2 separate regions of the Mus musculus genome follow, and region 1 is linked to region 2. A link is a contact called in public promoter capture Hi-C data. All regions are on one chromosome and are shown on one strand. The core of a region is the stretch at or near the end of the contact, and the rest is flanking DNA. Distances in the headings are between cores, read along the strand shown.

Evidence for each region. Capture Hi-C pulls out chosen DNA fragments and counts their contacts.
Region 1: a promoter capture Hi-C map of pancreatic islet shows a contact between it and region 2. A contact is called at or near these places in 2 of 484 Hi-C or Micro-C datasets (the NIH/3T3 cell line and group 2 innate lymphoid cells), 3 of 130 datasets of targeted methods (the NIH/3T3 cell line, bone marrow-derived macrophages and large pre-B cells) and 3 of 9 other capture datasets (adipose tissue, liver and pancreatic islet).

What each region holds. Positions count from the first base shown.
Region 1 is chr19:30,087,783-30,090,735 of GRCm38.p6, reverse strand. It overlaps Uhrf2 (ubiquitin-like, containing PHD and RING finger domains 2), which reads right to left. Exons shown (of 16, transcript NM_144873.2): 13 at 2,161-2,257; 14 at 1,393-1,550. Among named protein-coding and RNA genes, the nearest start is that of Uhrf2, 59 kb to the right of the region's middle.
Region 2 is chr19:29,977,573-29,980,943 of GRCm38.p6, reverse strand. No RefSeq gene overlaps it. Among named protein-coding and RNA genes, the nearest start is that of Gm26046, 6.8 kb to the left of the region's middle.

The sequences.
Region 1 (2,953 bases), core at 231-2,730, 110 kb before region 2:
CAACCAAAAATGCAAAACAAACACGGAGACCCTCCACACTCGATGGAGGCAGATGCCCCATACATCATGTGAGATGTTTTAGCTGTTGCAGTGAAGAATAAAGGCAACAGTGGAAGGAAAAAGAACGAGATGAGAAAATGTAACTTATATCCAGATGACTCACAGCAGCTGTGAAGTCATGCTGCTTTAGGAGGGAAGAAATAAAAATAATACACAAAAGAGATCTCATTAACAACAAAACAGGAGACGCAGTAAATCAAGTGAGCTAATGGCTCCCATCTGAAGCCTTTTCATTTGGTGAGCACAACTTAACGTGAAATCCACACATTAGGGCTGGGGAGATGGCTCAGCGGTTAAGAGTGCCGACAGCTCTTCCAAATCCCAGCAACCACATGGTGGCTCACAACCATCCGGAACAAAATCTGATGCTCTCTTCGGAACAAAATCTGATGCTCTCTTCTGGAGTGTCTGAAGACAGCTACAGTGTACTTACACATAATTAATTAATTAATTAAAAAATTAGAAAAAAAAGAGAGAGAGAAATCCACACATTAGCAGCAGCAGCAGCAGCATCAACAATAACAACAACAAAACAAAACCAAAAACCAGGTCCCTCTATGTAGTCCTGGCTGTCCTGGAACTCAGTGTATTGTAGACCAAACTGTCCTCACACTCAGAGACAGACCTCTGTCTCTTGAGTGCTGGGATTAAAGGCATGTGAAACCAGACCCAGCTTTACTTTAAAACTTAAAAATCAAGAAGAGGTTGAAAAAAAAAGATTTTTAATTTTTTTAAAATATAGATTAAAAAAAAACCTTTAAAAATTAAAATTACCTGTATATTCTTATGTGTGTGTGTGTGTGAGATGGAGTCTGCAGAAATGGAATTACATGCAGTTGTAAGCTGCCCAAACGGGGTGCTAGTAATCAAACTTGGGTCTTCTGCAAGACTACTACAAGCTCTAACCACAGAGCATCTCTCCAATCCCAATGATATTTACATAGATCAAACTGGTTTACTTTACTTCAAAGCTATACACACAGCTGTACACACAGTTTGTTTGAAAATCATATAAACTATTTTAAACTTACATAATTAGATTATCTCATCTCTGAACTATAATATAACCAAACCTTTCAGCTGAGTTTTAGACTGAGTTTTACAACTGAAAAGTCTTCCTAAAGAGAGCACCTAAGTGTATGTTAATTTAGGATTAAAATCAACATCTAAGAAGTTTAAAATAAACTTACAGCTGTTTAAATTTATTGACTGTTATTTCTGAAAGGTCAAGTAGATAGATTGAAAAACTACATAAAATAAAGTTTGGACTTGTGAAAATCAGTTTCCATTTTTAGTATCAGAGCATCATTAGTTAAGAAAAGCATTATATACCGGTCCTTCTACAAGAGATGCAAGTACTTCATCCCACAGCTTCTGGTTCTGACAGTCTTCTCTGATCAGGCGCTGCTGCTGAGGCGTGAGCTGGAAAGCCTCTACAGCATCTGTTGAATCTGATGCCTTCAGCACTTTGGAGTCACCTGGACACTCATCTAGGTTAATTTATAAAATATGTCATTAGACCCTCACAGTTCTTAGAAACCACACAAAGGTTCACTGGTGCCAGTAATGCTCAGACCACATGTAGTCGCCTCCCGGAGTCTAGGATTCTGTGATGGTTTGTATATGCTCGGCCCAGGGAGTGGCACTATTAGAAGGTGTGGCCTTGTTGGAGTAGGTGTGTCACTGTGTCTGTAGGCTCTAAGACCCTCACCCTAGTTGCCTGGAAGCCAGTATTCCGCTAGCAGCCTCCAGATGAAGAAGTAGAACTCTCAGCTCCTGCTGCTGCACCATGCCTGCCTGGACGCTGCCATATTCCCACCTTGATGATAATGGACTGAACCTCTGAACCTGTAAGCCAGCCCCAATTAAATGTTGTCCTTATAAGAGTTGCCTTGGTCATGGTGCCTCTTCACAGCAGTAAAACCCTAAGACAGACACTTCCTACACTTGCTGTTGATGTGGCTCTGACTCTATTAAAGAGACAAACACCACCCCCCAACAAAATCCTTTTATATAATTGCTTATGCCCTCCTCAATTTATTCTCTATTTCTCTTTATCCAAGTGTGTTATCAGTCTAGATGCCCGCAGTCGCTACTTGCCATCTGAAGCTGGCCTTTTGGTGGCCTCACTGCCCTGCTTCTTTGACTGCCCCTTGGTCTTCTTGCCTTCCTTTTCCGAGGGGTAACCTGCTGGGTACTGGGGAGGGAGGAAGAGAAACAATGTCGATTTAAATTTTACAGGGGAGAAACTCCAGATCTAGAAGAAAGTTTACAGGGAGGGGAGGGGTTTTTAATGCTTGCTTTCTCCACATTTAATTTACATGAAGCAAAATATACACTTTCAGAATTCAAAGGGCAAAATATAATTGAAATCTCAAATTCTACTTGAAGCCTTACAGCCTCAACTGTTACAATGCTCCACTTTATAATTTGACTATTTCAGTTTCAGATCTAATAGAAGAAAATTTTCACATACTATGTTGGTGGCTTAAAAAATTACAAGAGAGAGAGAGAGAGAGAGAAACACTAGGCATGAAGCAAGGATCACATATAGAACTGATATTCAAATATACAAGATGAAAATTATGGCTCGCATCTTAAAACAAAATATTGAGCACCAAATTTCTCATCTCCAAAATTAGGGGATGGAAGATGATTTTTAGAAAACTAAATAGAACTTAATTTTCCATCACCTACAAGTTATATTTAAAGGGATACATTCTACCTCTTCACCTTCATTGATAGCTATTTTAGAGGAAAGGCATGACTTTGCACTAATGCTCACATTTAAAGCTCTCCACATATTTCTGGCCTCAGCACATTACCACTAACCCATCATAGCAGATATACTTTTATGCTTCTGCTCAGTTTCCAGCTGATGAATCTCATCTGA
Region 2 (3,371 bases), core at 379-2,878:
CTCTCTTTCGGGAAGGCGTTAGGAGTTAGCAGGAAAGGACAGTAGAATGTTGGTAGGTGTGGATCAACTTCACTTTCGCTCAAAATTGTATTGTGCTAGGTAAGGTAGATCATGCTTCCAATCCATGGTCTCGGAAGGTGGAGGCAGGAAGATCAGATTCAAGGTCATCCTTGGCTACCTAGTGAGTCTAAGGCCAGCCTGGGCAACAACATTCTGAACATGAAAAATACTACTCGAACTTTAGGATCTGTAAAAAACACCTAGGATGCTTGAGGACCCCGCAGCTTGAGGGGCTGTGTTCCGATTTGTTAGTCCTAGCAGTGGGGGAGGTTGAAGAATGCACTTTAAGGGGCATTCCAGGTGCGTCTGATTGAGTTGGCCCTGTGTTTTGGGTAATAATAAAAACACGTCCCTGCCTTTGCCCAGAACGGTGGCAGGCGCTCTGGCTCCTCCTTGCTTAGCTCTGAGATAGGGTGACACAAGGCCCACTCCCATCACTGGATCACTCTCGGCATCTCTTTTGTTCCTCTCGGTTTATAATTTTGCCTGGGATTACAGGCCTGAAACTGTTGCCCACGCTCTCTGGCTCCTCTCAGCTTCACTTCACCAAGCTGCCATAACCATCCCATTCTCTCTCTCTCTCTCTCTTCCTCTCTCTCTCTCTCTCCCTCTCTCTCTCTCTCTCTCTCTCTCCCTCCCTCCCCCCCTCCTTCTCTCTCTTTATCTCTCTCTCCACACCTTTGCTCCAAGGATGAAAAACACTCAGATAACTTTATTATTTTAGAAATTGTCAGCTAGCACAAATTGCTAGGCACAGAATCTCCTGCCTTAAACTTTTCAGCTCGCCTGTACCAGCTTGCCTCTGCTGACTTCCTTGGCTACCTGCAGCGGCCGCTGGTTCTAACTTCCTGGAGTTACTACATGACTGTTTCATTCTTCTCCGTCCAAGGCCTAGCTGTAAAGCCCTTCTCTTTCCCTGTGTCTCTTTTTCCTCCAGGGACCCGGAAGTCCCTCCTGTCCCTTCTGCCAGCAACTGGCTCCTGGCCTCCTTTATTGACCAAATCAAGAACCAATTAGGGAGCCAGACTTCAGTATCAGCACCTCCCCCTACAGCCCTACACACTGTTTTGAGAAACATTGAATTTCCAGATGGGCAATCACCTCTGGACAAGTAAAAGAAAACAGGCAAATATTACCATCTGTTCAACTGCAGCCTTTTTCGTTTTAGAAGAGAAAAGTAAAAGATAGCATCCACCCATCAGCAAACGGTCTGCCAGCCGTCTCTCTGTAAATCTGGCAAATGCAAATTGGCATCACTCACATTTCACACAATCCTGGGATTGTAGAACTGTAGCCTGAGAGCATTTGTTTACTCCCTTATTTCTATAGATCCTATGGAAATGAGCACATTTACATGGGGTCCCAAGAAGCACACATGCACACTCATACATACATTTTACCGAAGCAAAGGTTTCATCAGAACTTGTAATATACCGATTTTGTTGTTATAATCAGATATTTCAAAGTCTAAAAACAACCCATGGCACTAGGATTAGTGTGCTAAGCCTGTTGCTTCAGAAACACTAACGTGATGTAGCTGTTTCACTTCACAAATGTTCACAAGCTAAGAGCAGGAACAGGAAGGACTCATCTCAAAATCATGTGGCTAGGAACAGGGCACCTCAAAGCTAGCACTCAGACATTAGACTTTTAATTCAATGGTATATCCACTATGATCCACTATATAGCAAAGTGTTTTATAGATCCTGGCCAGTTTTGTTTTGTTTTGTCTTGGTTGAATAGAGGGATCTATTTCTATTGACTAGATTGCTTAGTTAAAATATATTGAAGGGCACATGTCTTTTCCCTAAACACTCCACTGGGTGGCAGTGTAAACTCTTCTCATACTGAGTCACTCCAGTTTATCTGAGATAAATCCGTATTTATAATCTGTATCTGCACCCCTGGCCTGTAACTATCCAAACTGGTATTCCAGTTATTCCCACCCTGGAGAAACTATTATGTGGTAGTTGCTTTTAGTGGAGTAGATCTAAATAGATGGCTAAATACAATTATCGTAACTTGGTCATTTTCAAAAGAAGTAATCAGATTTGTAAAATACACAATTTGAAAAATGGGATACGGAATTAATCAGAGAGTTCTCAAAAGATGAAACATGCATAGCAGAGAGACACTTAAAGCAATGTTCAAATCCGTAGTCAGGGAAATGCAAATGCAAAGAACTCTGAGATTCCATCTCCAACCTGTCAGAATGGCTAAGATCAATAACACAAACGACAGCTCATGCTGGAGAGGTGTGAGGAAGGGGGAACACTTGGTGGTGGGAGCACAAACTTGTACAGCCCTGTGGTGATCAGCGTGGCAGGCCCTTGGAAAGCTGGGAATAGATCTACTCGGGCATATACCCAAAGGACTCTACATCCTGCTACAGAGATGCTTGTCCATCCATGTGTTTTTGCTAGTTTAGCCAGAAACAGGAAACAACCTAGATGCCCGTCAACTGATGACATACGGAGGTTGGGATGAGTGATGGATAATGAACATGTGGTCCATTTACAAAACGGAATATTACTCAGCTGTTTAAAAAAAAATTACGAAATTTGCAGGTGGCCAGATGGAGTTGTGGAAAAAGAATCATCCTGAGTGAGGTGAACTGAGACCTAAAGAGACACATGCTGCAGGTTTTCTCTTATATGTGGATGTAGGCTTGGCAGCCTTTGATATGCATGCTAGGGTGTACAGTAGCACAGAAGTTAGATATTTACTAAGGAACTGGTGGGGGTGGGGGAGAAGAGGATCTTTCAAGGAAGGAAAAAGTTGTGAAAAGACAGGATAGGAGCTGGAGTGTGAGGATTAAATGGGGAAGGGGAGGGGAAAAGGAGGTTTGGTGGTTTGGATGAGAATGACCGCCATAGACTCTTAGGTTTGAATGCTTGGTCTACAGTTAGTGGAACTGTGTGGGAAGGATTGGGAGGTGTGGCCTTGTTGGAGGAGGTGTGGCCTTGTTGGAGGAGGTGTGTGACTGGGTAGTGGGCTTTGAGATTTCAAAAACCCATGCCAGGCCCAGTCTCTATCTCTCATCCTGCTGCCTGCAGATCAGCCATGCCTGTCTGTTTCTTGCCATGATGATCTTGGACTAGCCCTCAAAAACTGTAAGCAAGCCTCCAGGTAAATGCTTTTTTAAAAATAAGAGTTGCTTTGGTTATGGTGTCTCTTCACAGCAACAGTAACTAAAGATGTGGGGCATAAAGGAGGGAATATGGGGAGCGACAAGCAAGACTGAGGGTTATCTGGGGGCCAGATGGTAGCCTACAACAGTAGAAACTTCCTAAAATATAAACATATATGAG